2 separate regions of the Mus musculus genome follow, and region 2 is linked to region 1. The links are chromatin contacts, called in public HiChIP or PLAC-seq maps. All regions are on one chromosome and are shown on one strand. Each heading gives the region's core, a stretch centred on a gene start, on an enhancer-like site or on the middle of the called end of the contact. The rest is flanking DNA. Distances are from core to core; before and after follow the strand shown.

Region 1 (5,190 bases), core at 705-3,204:
TGCCTTCGAGGGTTTGTGGGGCTCACAGGGCAACTTGAGGCAGTCTCCTCTCTCCCACCACGTGGGGTTTGGGGTCTTTGCCTCAGGCCTGGCGCAGGCACCTTTACCCACAGAACTATCTCAGCAGCCTTAATAGACCTCGGGAAGAAGTGACGCATTTACAGATGGAGCCTATTTGGGGTATCCCGAGCCCAGCGAGGGATCCAGGGGACCTAGTCATTAAATGGAATCACTTTCCACTGAGGGAGAAGGGAAAGCCTCAAGCATGAGACCATCATACTCCAAGCTGACGTTAAATATTGTAAATAGTAGTCCTTAATATAAGGCTTGTAGGCTGGGCCATGACTTGGTGATAAAGCACTTGCCTAGAGTGTTAGACTGTAGAGTGTTTACTCTACAGTAACCTAGGCCTCTACCCCAAAACAGTGAAATCTGCAAACAGGAACATCGCCTGGCACCAATTCTTAATTCCCACCCTGGGGCACTGACCATGTGGCCATCTTGTCCAGTTCCTGAGTTTAGGGTGCTCCACACCTCACAGCCCCTCAGCTGGCCCACTGGGTAGCTCACAGGTCCGCGGCTCCTATAAGGGGCTTCTGCTTTCACTTTAGTCCTCCCCTGAGTGCAAGGGGATGACCTCCAGTTGGTCTAAAGGCTGGAAGGCCCCCTCAGCAGACTCGTTTCCCAGGGAACCCCAGCTCACAGTGGCCAGCCGGCAGCACACTGCCGTTGTTGTGGTAAGGAACACAACACACAGTAAACGGGACGCCTTGTAAGATAAAAAGCAGGAAGGAAGGAAGTCTGCTTTTTCGTTTTCTTCCATACTTATAATTTGCTTTAAAATTTAAACGATTATTGTGTTGGTGTGTGGAAATCAAGGCCAACTTTGAGGGTTTGTTTGTCTGCTTCCTTTCTGGGGTCATCAGGTGTGTGTGGGAGGCACTTGCCCCTGAGGAACCATCCTGCCAGTTCTTTGCTTCAGAATGTTTGCTCTGTTTTGAGTTCATTTTAAGTGCCCCCCCCCCCCAGTATTAATTATCTTCAATAATTGAGATTGCCTGTAAGAGTTTTTCAAGAGTTTGGAGAGGTGGCTCAGTGGGTAAGAGTGCAGCTTGGCTCCAGCATCCACATATGGCAGCCCACAATAGGCCCTAACTCCCGCCCTCCTAGGCCCCAGGGCACTGCACTCACTTGCACAAACCCATTCTTAGACACACACAAGGCTGGAGGTGTAACCCTGTGGCAGCAAACCTGTGAACACGTACACATGTGCATATAGTTTTTACTTTTTAAGGAAATTCACTTAATGAAATTTGATTACATCTTCAGTCAGCTTGAACAATCATTAGGTCTTGACCAGTCTCATTTCATAAGCCTTCATCCCTTCCATCTGAGTATTGTTATAAAGCGATTTCTGATAGTAAGTATTTACCTGTAAACATCTCAGCCTTAATCTATACCATAAGTAAGTATATTTTTAAAAACAACCATTAGCGTGTCAGTAACCACAATAACTAGTGACTTTAATGGTAGTTCCTAAATAGTATAAAATAGCACTGTTAAATCTCAGCTTAACTGAAGTAATTTAAATGTTAAATACTTAAAGTAATAGTGTTTTTATTATTGACTATGCTGTTTTCAATTTTAAAAAAGATTTTATTTATTTTATGTATATGAGTACACTGTAGCTGTCTTCAGACGCACCAGAAGAGGGCATCATATCCCATTACAGATGGTTGTGAGCCACCATGTGCTTGCTGGGAATTGAACTCAGGACCTCTGGAAGAGCAGTCAGTGCTCTTAACCACTGAGCCATCCCCCAACTCCGTAAAGAAACATTTAAAAATTACTTTAAAATAGTTTTTAAATGTTTAAAATGACATTGATTGTTTGTGTACAGTCACTTGTTTGGGTCAGAGGCCAGCAGAGGGCATCAGATCCCTAGAGGTGAAGTACAAAGAGCTGCAGCCTCCTGATGTGGGTATTGAGAGCTGACTCTGGTTTTCTGGAAGAACAGCATGTGATCTTAACCACGGAGCCACCTCTCTGGCCTCAGTAGCTGTTTTGTACGGGTCTGCATGATTTTTGTTTTGTTTTTTGAGATAAGTCTTACATATTCCTGGCTGGTTCCTCTGTTGCTGAGAAAGTCCTTGGATCCTCAGGTGTCCTATCTTGCCTGGTTTATGAGGTGCTCATGGCTCCCTGCATGAGAGGCGAGCACTCTGCCAACCAAGCTGCCCTCCCTGCAGAACTGTTGGTTTTAATTTTGCTCTACATGATTTAAGTTCAAATAGGAAGATAGCTGTTGTAAGTGTAAAAGTACAGAGACGAAGAAAACTTGGGGCCCAAGTCCTGAGTTGTCCCAAGCGCTCGCTCTCACTTGCGCGCTCTCTCTCTCTCTCTCATTGATATTACCTTAACTATGGTTCAGGGGGCACTGCTAGGTAATCTAGTATTAGGTATTATTAAGAAGCTTTGTTTGGTGGTCCCTATCATTCATTAGGGTCACACTGGTGTCTCTAAAGTCATATATTGATATATATGAAACTAAAATCCTTATATAGAGAGATCATCACTGTGTAAATTTTTTTAACTATTACTAAAACTCCTCAGCTGACGGGTTCCCTCTCATTTGCAGGTAGGGTTCTTTCACAGTCTACTCCTGGAACTCCATCAAAGACTATAACAATATCAGAAAGTGGTGTGATTGGATCAACTTTAAATTCGACAACACAGACACCAAATAAGATAGCCATCTCACCTTTGAAGTCGCCAAATAAGGTAAAAAAAGAAAATGAGCCCCAAATGCCAAATATTGTGATTGATTCTTTTATTGTCTTACAAGTAACTTCAAGTACTTTAGTTTTCATATATCCCTAAGCAGTTATCAATAGGTACTTGGTGAATATAGGATTAATTTACTAATCAGAATTTTTTTTTTTTTTTTTGCTTGTTGGTTTGTTTAGGACTGACTCTACTGTGTAGCCTTGGGTGGCCTAGGACCTAAAATCCTCCTGCCTCTGCCTCCCCAGTGTGGTTTCTAGGCATGATGATCCAGGACTCCCAGCCTTGTTTTTTTTTGTTGTTGTTGTTTTTTTGTTTTTTTTTTTGTTTTGTTTTGTTTTTTCGAGACAGGGTTTCTCTGTGTAGCCCTGGCTGTCCTGGAACTCACTTTGTAGACCAGGCTGTCCTCGAACTCAGAAATCCACCTGCCTCTGCCTCCCGAGTGCTGGGATTAAAGGCGTGCGCCGCCACCATGCCTGGCTCCAGCCTTGTTTATTAGTTTGTTTGGTACCGGGGTTTTGACAAGTGCTCTACCACTGACCTCTGCTCTCAGCCACAAGCAAGGGGTTTTGGCTAGTGAAGATTTTACTTCAAACACTTGGCAACAGAGTGATCATTGGTGACTTTTATGGCCTGTATGAATATAAATACAAGTTTTTAGTGAAGGATATATATGATGTAGTTAGTTACTCTTCAGTTAGTATTTAGCAATATTACTATTTGGGTAATAATAAACAGATGTCGTGAGTTTATAGTGTAACATGCTAAAGTAACTATGTATGGCAATGCCAGCTCCCGATGGGTAACACTGAAGACTGGAAAAGGATGTCAGGCATGCTAAGCACACTCTCAGTGTAAACGAGGCAAGTGTCTAACTTACTTCCCTGAGACTCACAATTATCATTATGCCAACGTAGAAAAGCATACAAAGCAGGTATATTATAAAAGTCACAACTTTTTTTTTCTGTTAGACGCCACCCTGTGTGTCTGGAAATACACCATCTCCTTGTCAGCTCCCTCCTTGATTTGTAGCTATTCATAAATAAAACCACATTGGACGTTTGCTCTCTATAATATATAAATATGATATCATACAGCCTATTAAAGTTGGCATCCAGATACAAAGTGGTATGTTCACATAGATGGTGTTTTCTATAACCGAGTGGACTCAGCTTTTTGTCTCATGCTTTTCACACACGGGGCTGAAACCTAGAAAGATTAAGGTTTTTATCTCAAGAAGTTCAATCCGAACATTAGATGGAAGCATTAGAAGCTCTTTGCAGAATTTCAGTTATTACAGGTAGACTGATACCTCTGTGTGTGTGTGTGTGTTTGCTACTAAGATTTATACAGAGAAGGCTATTCTTTTGTTTTGCTTTACTCTGTCTTCAGAGTCTTTCTATAGAGCCTATGCTGGTCTCAAACTCCAGGCCACCTCCCAGCCAGCTCTCTAGCTTACCCTGACTAATCCTGGCATGATGTCCTACCATGTGGCTAGATCTGCCTCTCTCTGCTCGGCCCTGGTCCCCCTGTTCACTTCTGTGTCTGCTGGCAAGCCTCTTGGGTCCCATTTCTTCTCCTAGCATCTCTCCCTATGTAGGCTTGTTGACAACTTTGTTTTGTAACACTTCCGACAGTCCTCACTCTAATGTCACGGCTTCCGTTGTAGAACATCAGAATGTCTGCTTTCTCGGTCCACTTGACCTGCATTTGTCACTCCCTGGAGGACAGAGTTCTTCTATTGCATTTTCTAAGTAATCATGAATTTCATAGGTGTTTATTAGACATTCAAACAAACACTGAAGTCATGAAGGGATGTCTTTTTATTTCTCTTAGCTTTAGGTTTTACCAATTGTATCCTCGTTTTTTCTTGCTTCCAGTGTATGTACCTTTTGATCGGAAATCATAGTATTTCTTTTTAGAAATGTTCATTATGGTATATTTCAGTTTCTTAAGCCCAGCATCTTAATGTGCAAAAACTAATTAATTCAAAAGGCAGAGAGTGGGGGCTGGTGAGATGGCTCAGTTGGTAAGAGCACCCGACTGCTCTTCCGAAGGTCCAGAGTTCAAATCCCAGCAACCACATGGTGGCTCACAACCATCCGTAACAAGATCTGACGCCCTCTTCTGGAGTGTCTGAAGACAGCTACAGTGTACTTACATATAATAAATAAATAAATCTTTAAAAAAAAAAAAAAAAGAGTTTAAAAAAAAAAAAAAAAAGGCAGAGAGTGATTACATGGAAGTTCCAATGAATACTTAAAATCCCTGATAATACTCAGCTTCTACTTTGGTAACCCCAAAAATAGTATTCTCATAACTTAAAAAGGAAAAAAATTCCTTAAGATTCCATGTATGAGCACAGTGTTAAATACCTACTCCTGATACTTGTTCAATTCTGTAGAT
Region 2 (5,922 bases), core at 2,500-4,999, 42 kb before region 1:
TGCTGTGCTCGCCTGAGTGTGCGCATGAGGAGCAGGTTTCCAGGAGGTCGCATCTGAATCAAATGTTGAAGAACCAAGCAGGCTCGCCAACTAAGTCAGCCAGGCTGTCACAACAATCACCTTCGCAGGCTCCTTCTCCAGTCTCTCTTCCTCTTCTCAAAGTCTGGGGGCTTTTTGTTCTGAGTTTTGGATTTTTTGAGATAGGGTCTCTTTATATAGCCTGGCTGCCCTGGAACTCAAAGAGACCGACCTGCTTCCAACTCACAAGTACTGGAATCAAAGGCCTTCACCTGGCTTCTAGAACTTTTCTTGAAAAAAAAAATGTAATTACTTTTATGTGTATGTGTTGTCTGCATGTGTGTCTGTGCACCACGGGTTTGTCTGGTGCCCTCAGAGGTCAGAAAAGAGCATTGGATCCCATGGAACTGGAATTATAAATGGTTGAGAGCCACCATGTGAATGCTGGGAACTGAACCCAGGTCCTCAGGAAGAACAGTCAGTGCTCCTACTAGCCAGGCTATTGCTCCAGTCTGCTCTTCTAAACTTTGTAAGAGATTAAAAAAAACAAAACAAAAAAACAAGAAAAACCCAACCCACATATAATATATATCATATATAAAAAGCAGTCTATATCTGCAACAACAACCACAACAAAATGCTATTTATATGGCTAGTTTCTTATACTAACTTTAGCTAATCAGAAAGCATGTCTAAATGAGCTTTTAAGAAGAGAGGTAGCCGGGCGGTGGTGGCGCACGCCTTTAATCCCAGCACTTGGGAGGCAGAGGCAGGCGGATTTCTGAGTTTGAGGCCAGCCTGGTCTACAAAGTGAGCTCCAGGACAGCCAGGGCTATACAGAGAAACACTGTCTCGAAAAACCAAAAAAAAAAAAAAAAGAAGAAGAAGAAGAAGAAGAAGAAGAGGAGGAGGAGGAGGAGGAGAAGGAGGAGGAGGAGGGGAGGCAATATGATCTGGATGGTTAAAAGTGAGCTTTTGAAAAAAACCTGGGTTCAAATAGACGTCATGCCCCCAACCCTAGCCCTTGGCTTGTCACTGATTTAACCAACAATTCTTGAACACTACACTGCATGGAACAGAAAGTGTCAGCATTAGAAATCTTGTACTCTATAATTTCTTAAAGTGAGAGCCTTTGTTTCTCAGTTCCCAACATAAAAACCATAAACGAACAGATGAGTTGACATATGTACATCATAAAGTATGTGGCTGGCAGAACTGTGTTGTTATGAAAGTAAATTCTGACACATTCTTACCAGATAGTACTAGGTAAATACCTAAAGGGAAGGCCAAGAATATCCTCAGAAAAAAAGCACTGAAGCCTGGAGATGGCTCAGTGGTTAACAGAATGCTTGCTGCTTTTCCAGAGGACCTGAGTTCAATTCCCAGCATCCACCCAGGTGGCTCAGCACCACCTGTAACTCCAGGTTCAGGGGGATGCACTCCCTCTTTGAACACCCATAGGCATTTGCACACACGGCACACATACACATAAATAAAAATAATAAGCTAATTCTTAAGAAAGAAAGCAATGTTGAGAGGGTGCCAACTAACACTGCATGGGCTATCCATTATCAAGCAAAGTATTTCATTTCCTCTTAAGGAAATCCACTTGGTAGGCTGGCACTCCACCCTCCATTCATATTCCTGCAAAATACCACTTTGCTTCTAAAGAGTTAGTGATATATTCCATTTCCTTTCCCCTGGAATCTGGACTGGTCTCGCTACTTGCTTTCATTGGTATTACAGAACTGATGTGAGACTTGTCAGACTAGCCTTATGCCTTACAGCTTCCACTCTCACCCTGTTAGAACACTCTGATGCAGGAAGTCCCAGAAAAAAAAGCCAAAGCTAAACCATGTAGTGAGAATAAAAGATCCAGCCAACTGCCAGGTATCTATCTACACGTGGCCAGCCCTAGTGCATCTGCTAGCCAAATTAATCTGCGTAACTGAACCAGGTAAGATCAAGAAAACAGGCCAGGCAACATACAGAATCCCGGGGTGGGGGGTGGGGGGTGTCACTTTTATATTACTCAATTGTGTACTTATTTAGCTACAACAGGCAAAAGAAACACCCTATTGGAGACATGCTACTGTTCATTTCTAATTCCGGGCTAGAGAGATAAATAGTAATGAAGTTCCACAAGATTTTCAAGTTCTAACACCTGCATCTTAGCTGATAATTAATGAACTTACATTTTCTGTAATAAAGAGAGAAAAAAACAAAGGAAATATAAGGGAATACATAAGCTAGTTTGACTTCTATCCAAAGCTATAAAAGTATTAATACATGGAAAAACAACCAAACGATGAAGACATAAATGAACTATTTCCAACCCCTGGAATAAGTCGTATGTACTTACTGACTGCTTCATAACAACATTATGACATTTTCCAGATACCAGGGACTGTGCTCAGTTATTGAAGTGTAATTAGTACATAGACACATGCTCATTTTGAAATCAGATAAGACTAAGCCTCACGATTACCCTTCCATTTTTTTAAAGCGGAAAAATAAAGAATGATGTAGTTAAGCCCAGGTTATACAACTAAATTTCCCACTAATAAGGTAGACTGTACTTTCTACACAGAAAAGCCCAGCACAGCGGCCACACAACACACACACCATTTCAATGTGCAGGTTTGAGCAAGAATATTTCATTAATTAGATCAACATGCCCTCAGCTGTGAGGTGTAAATGTTAGGGCCAATTGAAGGCATACTTTCATTAGAAGGCAAAACTGTGAAAAATCTACACAAAGAAGACTACAGCTGTTCAACAACTGCTTGAGGGGACTGAAACATGTCCCAATTTTTGACCTGTCGTGGCTCTAAGCACCCTAAGGTTTCGACAAAATTCCTTAGCAGACCCTGGAAATATCACTGTTCTAGACATCCTGAGCCCGAGGACATTCTGCCTGTGTTCTCTTCTCCAGAGTTGGTGACAGACTGCGAGTATCCAGAACATAAGGACCCACACACGCTATGAACTGAGAGAAGTTCTGGACCACATGACAGCATCCATACCTCCTCTGCCCCTATCAATCCTGGAAAGCCATCTCTTCGAAATAAAAGTCTGCATCAAAGTCCAGAATATAAATTTACCTCCAACACGGCGAAGGCAGGGGCGGCAGCGAACCGAAGTCAAACTCGGTGTGTCGGGCTCGCCGAAGAGACTCTAAGGAAGGCGCCCACCGCCGGGCGAGCCGTCATCTTTCTTACCTCGCTTCCAGAAGCCAAAAGAACCCGCAGAGGGCGTTATCAAGGACTTAAGAAGCTGGCAGCCACCTGGGGTCCTGGGACGGTCAGGACCCCAGCATACCGTCCCTACAGCTTTCTGTTGCTCCCAACATTTACCGCCACAGCCGAGTTCAGGCCCGCCCCCCTGAGTCAGGCCTAGCTCGAGCCTCACGCCCCGGAGCGCCCGTCGCCTCTGGGAAGATAAACTTGCGGCTTCCTTCCTACCTCTGTACTCCTAAGAAATACTCACTTGCCCGCCAGATCTTTATGAGAGCCGCTTGAATTCATGAGCTGGGCCAAATCCTGTCGCACGGCAGCCGCCATCTTTCCTCCAGCTCAGCCACGGCTGCGGGACCTCTCGCTGCCAAGAAGAAAACGAGCGTGGTCCTCCAGGAGGCGGGCAGAGGGGACGCGAGGTGCCATAGAGCAGCGTCTCTGTGGGCCAGAGCGCCGGATAGGGGAGCAGGAATTAGCTCCGCCCTCCGAGTTGAGTGACACCAGACTCCTCTCCTCCGGTTTGAGGACCGCCCAGGTCTCCCGAGAGACGCAGGCGCTCACGCTCCGACCTGGGATTGGCTGAAGAACTTGAGGGCGTGTACTTTGTGCAACTTCAGTAAAGGCCCGGCAAGTCAAAGGACGACGTTTTCCCTAAGTTCCGGGACTGATTATTATCGTTCTCCGCTCCGTTCTTTAAGGCATCACTTAAACGACCTATGTAAAGAGTTACTTCCAATTCACTATAGTCCAACACTGAAGAAAAAAGAAACAAAAACCAACCAACACACACACACGGAATGTCAATTCCAAAGATAAGAGGAAAAATACAACAGACCCAAATCATCATTTTACAACAAATTACAACAAGCAATCCATGAAAGCAAGCTTTTTTATTCGTGTACACAAGCTGCCTTCCCCTAAGGTGGAGTTCAGTAGGTCAGCCCTGGATTCAAGGAAGACAAGGTGTTTATAGCTCAGGGGTAAGGGGTTCCATATCGGAGATTTGGCGGGCAAACTAGGCGGCGAGCAAAACAAGGTAACACAACAGGTAGCCATAACAAGGTAGTCATAGGTGGTCATGGAACCTATGCAGCAGATAAGGCTCCAAGGTGGTTATAAACCACTTCTTGAAGCAAAGACATGACTTCTATTCCTGGAACAGGCAGTGCAGAACATTTTGTAGTTAAGGTTACAGGTGGAGAATAGCCCAATGTCTGACAAACAAAGGTTTAGTCATAAACAAGAAAGAACCTAGTTTGTCTGGAACAGAGGTTTAATGGTAAACAGAAAGGAACCTAATCTGTCTTTACTATATAAGATGGCTTTTAAGTCTGAAATGGAGACAGGCTGGTTCTTCAGATCATTTACCTGGGAAAGAGTATACCACGATCAAGAATATGCTCCTCCCACGATGAGTCACTGGCATCTAAGTGTGCCGATGTCTGCGTTTTTTCCACTTGGGAGGAAACTCAACTGCACAGTTTATGATCATAGTGGACTGCTTTTGGCACATTCCCCTTATAAACAAATAAATAGCTAGGTTTCATGGTGGTCACCGTAATACTAGCACTCCAGAAGTGGAGGCTAGGGAATCAGGAGTTCAAGTCTATACCCCTGATCCTATCGACTTGGAAGCCAGCTGGGATTACTAGAGACCCTGTCCCACAAAGCTCTAAGATGTAATACAGATTAATGTGCACACACACACACATACACATATACCTTTGGACTATATATGTGCATTCCTTGATACACCCTGTATCTTTTTAAAGTGTTGGTTATACATACCACTTTGTTCAGACAATGCTGATTTTCATCTATTGTTCTGAAGTGATTAGTAATACTGCCCTTCAATTGAGAACCTGTTTCACGAGTGACAAGGTATGTGATCATCCTGCATTTACATGTGGTTACATTTCTTATTCATGTTTTCTTACAAAACTTCTTTCCAAAAATACAATCTGATAAATGCAAGGTTTTTGTATTCGCTTCCTTTCACAGAAAGTAACATGCCTTATTGTTCTCCTTTAGAGTTTTCTCTTTTTTTCTGGTGACCTAGTCATATAAGACATTATTATTTCTGTCATTATTTTTAAAGTAGCAAAGGTATGTTACAACATACAGGACATATGAAGAACGTTTTTTATAGAGCAGCCAATGGTGCAGTGAATGAACTTATATGTGCATGATTTAAGATGTGTGCAAGTAAAATACATTCCCCAAAGTGAGTCAGGATGCATACACATTTTTTGGCAGATATTCCCAAATCATCCTGAACAGGAGAATTCTAGTATTTTGTCTTCCAGTCAGATATATTTAGGATTGCAATTTCTTGCAGACTTACCTACAACAAATACTAACTTGAAGCATTTAGCCATCTTGGCATGTTACAAATGGCATGTTCTCTCTTTGGACATGAGCAAGGCAAACAAAGTAAAGTAGAGGTTATCCACACTGTTCAAATCACGTCCTTTTGGCAAGAATGCCTAACAGTGGTGAGCCCGGAAGCCCACTTTCCAATTGGGCAGCCTTTGTGTGCACAGAGCTTAATGGCATAGGCCTCTCAAGGCCTGCCTAAACAGCTTAGTGGGACCTGTGTGAGAATAGAAAGTATAAAAAAGGCTGGGGGTAAGAGGTGCTGGATAGATGACTCAGCGGTTAAGAGCAC

What was found. HiChIP or PLAC-seq counts read pairs in DNA pulled down with a chosen protein or histone mark.
Region 2: an H3K27ac HiChIP or PLAC-seq map of embryonic stem cells shows a contact between it and region 1, with 7 read pairs. The contact joins the promoter of Cops4 here to the enhancer-like site in region 1. A contact is called at or near these places in 6 of 39 promoter capture datasets (the C10 cell line, cranial neural crest, embryonic stem cells and 3 more), 1 of 15 datasets of contacts at CTCF or cohesin (CD8 T cells), 5 of 484 Hi-C or Micro-C datasets (CD4 T cells, the HPC-7 cell line, Th1 cells and 1 more), 4 of 115 datasets of contacts at active chromatin or transcription factors (the HPC-7 cell line, the SCID.adh cell line and embryonic stem cells) and 3 of 9 other capture datasets (adipose tissue, liver and pancreatic islet).

The regions. Positions count from the first base shown.
Region 1 is chr5:100,473,280-100,478,469 of GRCm38.p6, reverse strand. Lin54 (lin-54 homolog (C. elegans)) reads left to right here. Exons shown (of 13, transcript NM_172714.4): 4 at 2,639-2,781. Among named protein-coding and RNA genes, the nearest start is that of Lin54, 25 kb to the left of the region's middle. Within about 2 kb of position 1,954, at least 15 of the 459 cell types and tissues checked have an H3K27ac peak or open chromatin away from gene starts, as enhancers often do. A contact at or near this core is called in the HPC-7 cell line, Th1 cells and embryonic stem cells, where this site is marked.
Region 2 is chr5:100,516,136-100,522,057 of GRCm38.p6, reverse strand. It overlaps Cops4 (COP9 signalosome subunit 4), which reads right to left and starts at 3,749. Exons shown (of 10, transcript NM_012001.2): 1 at 3,508-3,749. The coding sequence starts at 3,581.